2 separate regions of the Mus musculus genome follow, and region 2 is linked to region 1. A link is a contact called in public HiChIP or PLAC-seq data. All regions are on one chromosome and are shown on one strand. Each heading gives the region's core, a stretch centred on a gene start, on an enhancer-like site or on the middle of the called end of the contact. The rest is flanking DNA. Distances are from core to core; before and after follow the strand shown. Region 1 overlaps Cfap70 (cilia and flagella associated protein 70). Region 2 holds the start of Usp54 (ubiquitin specific peptidase 54).

Region 1 (3,840 bases), core at 814-3,313:
TTGCTGCCTTTTTATGAGATTAACTAGTAATCATGTCTTTGCAGCAATACATAGAAGCGGGAACATACATTGTCCTGGAGATCCAGCTGGAAAAAGCCCTGGTTCCAAAGCGGATGCCAGAGGAACTGGCCAGAAGGTGCAGGGCGCTTATTCTCCTGTTTGGTACAGTTTAGAAATGAAGAAGAGGCCACTCATTTTTTCCCCATAATGTAATTTTCCCTGTCCTAAGCAACAGTGTTGTTGTCTCTGTTACAGATGGAGTTCACTCCGCTATTGTTTCTTCATTGGGAATATCATTACATTTTTTTGACATGAGCAAGAAAGTATAAAACAGGCAAATTCCCACTGTCTGGAAGTATTTTCACACCGTGCTGTCTGTCTGGGAGTTGCTTTAAGGCCATAGATGACACGTTCATGCGCATGCATCACATATCCACACATGGAGATGACACGCTTATACACACGCATCACATATCCACACATGAAGTTCTTGAAAACTGTGTTTACTGCACTATCACTTTGTTTATATGTTACTATTTCAGCAGCAATTTAAATTTGTTGGTATATAATGTTCCAAAGTGTTCTCATATCTTTTTTTAAAATCTCTGTATTTATTTATTTTCTTAGTAGGCCTTGCTAAAGGTTTGTCTTTTTTTTGTTTGTTTGTTTTTAATTTTGTTTGTCTGTTTATTTGTTTGGGTTTTCAAGATAAGGGTTGTGTGTGTGTGTGTGTGTGTGTGTGTGTGTGTGTGTGTGTGCCTGGCTGTCCTGAAACTCACTCTATAGACCAAACTGGCTTCAAACTCATAGAGATACACCTCTCCTGCCTCCTGAGTCCTGGGATTAAAGGTGTGCACCACCACTGCCCAGCAATTTCATTTTATGAGTATTTTGCCTGTATGCATGTGTGTGTGTGTGTGTGTGTGTGTTTGCATTGTAAACTAATATATGTACATGTGTGTATGGGCATACTCATTCATGTGTGTGCTGTGTGTTTGTGCTGTACATGTCTGTATGCACATGTGTGTGTATGTGTACTTACTCATGTACATGTGTGGAGGCCAGAGGGCAGCCTTCTTCAATCACTCTCACCTTATTTTTTTTTTTAAGTTTTAATTGTTATTGTGGTGGTGGTAGTGTGTGTACACTCCATGTTGCATGTGTGATCAGATTACAACTCCGTAGAGTTGGCATCCTCGTTCCCCCTTTACATAGGCCTAGGGATGGAACTTAGGTTTCAAGTTTGCACTGCAAATGCCTTTATCCCCGAGTCATCTCCATGACTCACCTTAGTGTTTTTGAGATGGATTTTTTTTCACTCAACATGGAACTTCACATTTTAACTAAACTGCTCCCATGCCCACCCCTCCGCCCACAGGTGAGTCACGTCCTGACACCTGGCTTTTGTATGGTGGTGCTTCTGCATATGAGATGGGATTCAAACTCGGGTCTTCTGGCTTGCACAGTAAACGCTCTTCGCCATTGAACCGTGTCCCCAGCTCATTAATTGAGCACTATAATATGGTTACATTAGAATGAAGGTCAGCCCATAAGATCCCTCTGCTCTGAAACTACCAGTGGAACTTCATCACACCCTGAGTAAGGTCCTTACGAAGGCCCACAGTGGCCTGCACTTCAGTGTCCGCTTTGCCCTCCACCCTTCAGTCCAACCATACTAAGATCTTTGCTTTTCCTCACATGTAAAACTCATTTTTTGTTATTCTTGTTTGTTTTGCTTTTTTTTGGTAGAACATAATTTTAGAATACTCAACTGTTAACATTCAACAAACAGAATAATTTTTCTATGATATATTTCATTGTTATGTCTCCCTTTTCATTTCTGATTTTATTAATTTGGATAGTTTGTTTTGTTTTTGAGACAGAGTCTCACTATGTAGGCCAGGCTGGCCTTGAACTCACAGAGATCGACCTGTCTGTGCCTCCTGAGTGCTGGGATTAAAGGCATTTGCCAAATACTAAGCTCGCATCTGCAGCAAGCTTTACGCTAGCTGCTGCTTTGCCTGAAATAGCCCTCTCTTGGACATCACGTGACTTCCCCTTCTCTTCCCTTGGGCCTTTGCCCAGATACCCTCAGTGAAGCCTTCCCCGGTGAGGCCTGAGCTCCAACACAGCTCTGCCTCCCCACATCATTTCCTCGGGCACATGCTACTACCATATTTACGTTAATAGTTTTCTTTCCCTACCAGAATGTAAACCCCATGAAGGCAAGAGTCTTGTGTTGTTTATTTAGCTCCATTCCCAGGCCTAGAAAAGCTCTCGATAGACAGTAGGAACTCACTGTATATTTTGAAAAAATTAATAATATTATTTTCAGAGAGGATGGTAGGAGGCTAACAAAGTTAGAAGGCGATTCTTAGCTACACATCATTCCAAGTCTGTAACATCTTTACTATTGTCTATTAAGATAAATAAGATTAGAGTTACTAATCATTAACAGTCCTATACAATTATTTAGGTCCTATCAAAGGAAAGTTAAACTTGCCCAATTGAGGATCTCAAGGCTGTAGAGTACTTTTGGATAGGAATCTGAATCTAAGGGACGGGAGCTGCTGGACTCATCCCTTGGAGACAGAAGAAGGGTTCTTTCTTCTGTTTTCTTCTGCTTTGTCTGTTTTTTGAGACGAGGGCTGGAGAAGCCCAGACTGACTCAAACTTGCCATATAGATGAAGCTAACCTTAAACTCCTGGTTCTCCTGCTTCCATCTTCCAAGTGCAGGGTCACAGTGCACAGCACCATGCCTGGTCCTCCTTGTAGATTCATTTAAGATTCCCTAGAAAGAAAAGGTAAGGATCTTGGCACGTGTTGCTTCATAGAGAAAAGCTATAGAGAGATGAGGCTGGAGAGATGGCTAAATGACTAAGAGCACTGGCTGCTCTTCCAGAGGTCCTGAGTTCAATTCCCAGCAACCACATGATGGCTCACAACCATCTGTAATGGGATCTGATTCCCTCAGCTAATGTGTACTCATATAAATAAAAATAAATAAATCTTAAAAACAAAACAAACAAAAACAAAACCATGTTTCATCCTAGGTGGAAAGGAAGCTTCATTTTCCAAGTCTGTGGACTTCAGAAACACACAGAGGGATACCCATTATTTTCTAACCATTAGTCCAGAACCAATACTTTAAAAAAAAAAAAGTGTGAGCATAAAACCAGTCCCAAATCAGTACCGTCTCATATACTGTCCTAGGGTTCAGATCTAGGGTTTTATGTGAGAAAACTCAAATCCTCCAATGCAGTAGGGAGATAGACCTCAGATCTCCCCCACACAGACTCTGGGGAGATAGGAAAGAACACAGGCCTGCAGATAATCGAGCTTTTGTTGTGTTTGTTCCTTTTCCTGATACAGGGTCAAGGAAATGATACCCCCGAGGCCACCTCTCACTCGCCGGACAGGGGGCGCTCAGAAGGCAGGTGTTAATGCCAGGGCGAAACTGTGGGTAACAATGCATTTGAAGGCAACACAAGCTCTTCAGTGTGGCTTCCTGAGGTGCAGCCAAGTGTGTGTGTGTGTGTGTGTGTGTGTGTGTGTGTGTGCATCTGTGATCAATGAATCCTGTGCAGTGTGTAGCCTGGTTTAGTGGAAAAGGACAGCTTAGTGCTAACCTGGTTGGGGACTTTTAGTCCACGATCTGTTCACTGCTGGTCCTTGGTTGTTTTCTCAGGCTGTGAGTGACTACCACACGCAGATCAAGAGCATTTCTAGAGCCATACTCAATGAATACTACCGCATGTTTGGGAAGCAAGGGCCTAAACTGGAGAGTGACATAGACAACGAGACCATGGAGGAGCGGAAGTGTCAGCTCAACTATGAGC
Region 2 (4,346 bases), core at 1,474-3,973, 200 kb before region 1:
CAACACTTCAATACAGTTCTTAACGATGTTGTGATCCCAACCATAGGATCGTCTCATTGCTAAGTCATAGCTGTAATTTTGCTACTGTTAGGAATCCTAGTGCAAATATTTGATATGCAGGATATCTGATATGCATCTCCCACATGGGTTGAAGCCCTCGGGTTGAGAGCTGATGTTAGAGTTACTGGTGGATGTAAGATGACAGACATGAGTGCTGGGAACCAAACTTGGGTCCTCTGTAAGAATAGTGTACTATTTTAACTGTGGAGCTATCTCTTCAATCCCAAGCTTTAATTTTGATGAAATTAAGCTTATCTAATTTTATTCTTTGTCATTTGCGTGTTTTCTTTCATTAGACAAAAATCATAGCAGCTTAAAGATTTTGTCCTCTTTTTGTACCTCTAGAATCAAGCAACACTTCAATCACAAATGTCGTCGTCGTCATCACCATCATCTTCTTCACTGAGTGTTACATCTTTGAATAGTTTGCATTCTCCTTCCATTATGACTTCTCTTTCCATCATAACTCAGGTTATCCAACTTGTGTCACAAGTGACTGACTGTACCCCCTGAGCCATATGGGTGGCTGCAGGCAGCACTTTATTCTATAAAATAGAATTTTAGTTTTATGAACATTAGAAACAAGAATAAAGAAACACTGAAGAAAAGACCCTACTAAACCCACTAGGCAATTCCTAAATCCACTAGGCCTACCTACCAAGTAATGGAAATTCCTGCATGGTCAGTGCCCTTCCTTCCTTAGTATTCTGTTCTGAGCATTGATCTTGGGGGTTCTTCAAGGGTGGGACCCACACCCCTAGCTATAGCTCTATACCATTTTTTAATAAATGAACACAGAGTCTTGCTATGTTAGCTGGACGGGAAAGCACTATCTATCTGCCTGCTTCTGTTTCCCCAAGTGCTGGGGTTAAAGGTGGGGGCCACCATGCTGGGCTCTATATACTATATCATAATGACTTTGAAGGGCTACCTTTTTTTTTTCGGTAGTTAATATATTTTTAAAATTAATCTTTATTTAATTTCAGGTACACAGATGTTTAGCTTATATGTGTATGTATATGTCCTATTAGTCCATTGCCTTCTTGTCTGTATAGGCTAGAAGAGGGTGTCAGATCCCCAGAGAATGGAATTACAGATGGTTCTGAGTTGCCATGTGTATGCTAGGAATTGAACCCAGGTCCTCTGGAAGAGCAGCCAGGGCTCTTAACCACTGAGCCATCTCTCCAACCTCTAATATTTTATCTTAATTGTCAACCTGTCTGGATTTAGAATTACCATTGAAATTGCATACCTAAAGGTATGTCTATGACTGTTTTCAGAAAGGTCTAAAAGGCAGTACCACTCTGAATGTGAGTAGCACTACGGCTTGGGAGCCTGGATTGACTTGAAAAAGTATGAGGAAGGCCAGCCCGAGTTGCTCGTTCTCTGCTTCTTGACTACCACTGCAGGGTGACCAGTTGTCCGGGCTTCTTCCGCTAAGCCTTTCCTGCTGTGAGCCAAAGTAATTTTTTCTCAATTTGCTTTGTTAAATATTTTCTCATAGAGAAAAGACCAAGTACAATTTGGGCATCTTTCTTTCCATTTAGTACTGATCAGTAGAAGTCTGTGCTTTTGCCTTGGTGTGGCACTTCTGTGCCTTGGCACTATGTATTAGAAGACTTGGTTGGAATACTGATAGTGAGCAAGAGAACCAATAGCTTTCTTCTTTTAAACTTGGCACTTGCTTTGCTGCCAAAGGACTGCTTTACTTTTAAGCATATTGTTAAAATGTAAGCTTAATTAGTTTTGGACAGTGTCCATGGTTGTTTAATTTCACCAATAAACTTTAATTAAATCTTTTTTTAGTGACCAAGGATTTTCTCTCAAGGTTTAGAAATAAAGCCAACTTTCATAAATGGCAAGAATTTTGCTGATGAGTTTTTTCCTCAGTATGCTTATAAAACAACTCATTTCAATAAAGCTGTTTAATAAGCAGAGTGATACACAGATACATGTGTGTTGGTCTTCTTGGCCTTTATGCCCTGCCTGCAAATGCAAGTTCTGTTTGACTGATCACATGTTTTAGGGTGGGATCCAACTGCAGCTCCCTAAAGAGGTGTGGAGATCTTGGCTGGAAGAACCTTTAGAGTCAGTTCTTGTTTTAAATCGACTGGCAACCCCAGCAGCTTGGTTTACATAATTTCTATTCATACAGTTTCCTAATTTCTTTAATAGCATGGCCCATTTTAGTGTTTAAGACGGAAGACTTTTGCCCATTACAATGGTTTCACTGCAGATAGTCTTGGGACTTTGAATTGACTCAGACAGCATTGTTTTTGGTGGTTCTCTAGGGCACTGCAAAGGTGTCTTCTCACAGACACCACACAAAGAGTTCTTTTAGGACCAGCCCTTTGGAAGCAGCTGCCACCCTGCAAACCTTACTTTCCGATGACCTTGCCTTCAGGAGTGCCTCTGGATGAAGCAGCCTCTCATATAGTTGTTGTAAACCTCCTGTGACGTTCGTCATAAGTCTTTCCCAGAGTTCTGGTTAGTTCCTTCAGTTTTAGCTTCTCAATGAATTGTTCCTGGTAGTTGGCAAAAAAATTGTTTTATCCCTGACATCCTGTTGTGTGCCTTTGTGGTTAGATGAACAGTTTCCCACTGTTGCTCCTTGCGCTTGTCTCCTCCCTCTGTACCCTAGCCTCTGTTCCGGTCTGTGTCACTGCCCCACAGATGCCCTTGTGAGTGCTTGCAGTTTTTTCCTGAGCTCGAATGGGTTGTCTGGTAAGCATTGTAGTTGTATTAAAACTGTGTAGAGGGAGGATACCATGACTGAGTAGTGTTTGTGAAGTTATTCCAGCCCACCCCACCCTCACCCCTCTAATAGCTTACTTTGAAATTGAGTTTTGAACTCAATTTTCAGGAGATTTTTTTATGTTGTCTTTTTTTTTTTTCTTTCTCCAACCAGATGTTAAATTTGTGAATTTTATTTTCTTCCTCTAACATATATTGTATATATGAACTTGTTAGAATTAAAGGGGAGATTTACAAGTTTAAAGAAAAGAGTTGTAGGTTTAGTGTTTTGAATTTCCTTAAAACAAGTTATTTGTTAGAAGGTTGTATTCTTTGTATTTATTTTTCAAACTCAATATATGGGCTAAGGAAGTAACAGAGGTCCTGTTTTTTGGCTAACCTGTGCAGTAACATTACTTTCAGACGCAGAGTGATGTCCTTTTCCATCACCAGAATGTTCTTGGTAAAATTCATTTAGATTTTGACAGTATGTTTTCATTCTGGGAAGTGGTTTGCTGAGTATTTCAGAGTGGCAGATGCTTGCTTCTAGAGAGTACTTTAGGAAGTTAGATTTGGTCATTAGACCTTTTCCCTTCTGGTATGAGGTATTTTGATCCTTTGAAAATAAAATGTTTTATATTTGATGCTCAGGTTATTCCAATGCCATTTGAACAGTATTTCATAATGCTATTATTTTCTTGGATTGTATATTTTGACCTTCATCTAAGAAATAGTGGGGTGCATGCATGTGTGTGTGTGTGCGCTTGCACTCACATTTTTTAAAAGCTTTGGGTTCTGTAGAACTGCTACTAACAATATGAGGAAAATTTACTGAGATTTTATTGCTGTTTAGTTGAATCTGCTTTATAAGTGGAGGTTGTGCTTGTACAATAATAATTTCTTGATCTCCTAGGTTCTATGCTAAATGCTACACATATATTTCTAATTTTCACTACAACCCTGACAAGTAGATAGTATTTTTCCTTATCATGCATAGGTAGAACTTCTCCCTGTCCTCTTCAGACCCTTGCAGTATGAGAATGACTCCCACCTTTTAAGAGCTAAGGACACCCAAGGAGCTGAAGGGGTCTGCAACCCAATAGGTGGAACAACACTGAACTAACCAGTACCCCCAGAGCTCTTGTCTCCAGCTGCATATGTAGCAGAAGATGGCCTAGTTAGCCATCATTGGGAAGATAGGCCCCTTGATATTGCAAACTTTATATGCCCCAGCACAGGGGAACGCCAGGGCCGAGAAGCGGGAGTGGGGGTGGGGGAGGCTAGGGGAGCAGGGTGGGGGAAGGGTATAGGGAACTTTCGGGATAGCATTTGAAATGTATATAAAGAAAATATCTAATAAAAAAAAAGAGCTAAGGACATGCTGTGTGTCCAGTAATGTTCATTTGAGTAGTTGCTACCATTATTACAAGTTTCCAGTGAAAGAGCAGTATGGAAGGCCACCCCCACTCCCTTGTAAGTGGTAGGGTTAACATTTGAACTGACTCAAAGGCTGGAGTTCAGTAGCTTTTGAGAATATGAAAGACTTTTAGGAT

The links. HiChIP or PLAC-seq counts read pairs in DNA pulled down with a chosen protein or histone mark.
Region 2: an H3K4me3 HiChIP or PLAC-seq map of bone marrow-derived macrophages shows a contact between it and region 1, with 6 times the contacts expected there. The contact joins the promoter of Usp54 here to the enhancer-like site in region 1. A contact is called at or near these places in 7 of 39 promoter capture datasets (the C10 cell line, cranial neural crest, frontonasal cranial neural crest and 4 more), 1 of 115 datasets of contacts at active chromatin or transcription factors (bone marrow-derived macrophages) and 2 of 9 other capture datasets (adipose tissue and pancreatic islet).

What each region holds. Positions count from the first base shown.
Region 1 is chr14:20,420,669-20,424,508 of GRCm38.p6, reverse strand. It overlaps Cfap70 (cilia and flagella associated protein 70), which reads left to right. Exons shown (of 29, transcript NM_029698.1): 13 at 45-136; 14 at 3,374-3,434; 15 at 3,690-3,840. Among named protein-coding and RNA genes, the nearest start is that of Mrps16, 29 kb to the right of the region's middle. Within about 2 kb of position 2,063, at least 8 of the 459 cell types and tissues checked have an H3K27ac peak or open chromatin away from gene starts, as enhancers often do. A contact at or near this core is called in bone marrow-derived macrophages, where this site is marked.
Region 2 is chr14:20,616,731-20,621,076 of GRCm38.p6, reverse strand. Usp54 (ubiquitin specific peptidase 54) reads left to right here and starts at 2,723. Exons shown (of 21, transcript NM_030180.2): 1 at 2,723-2,784.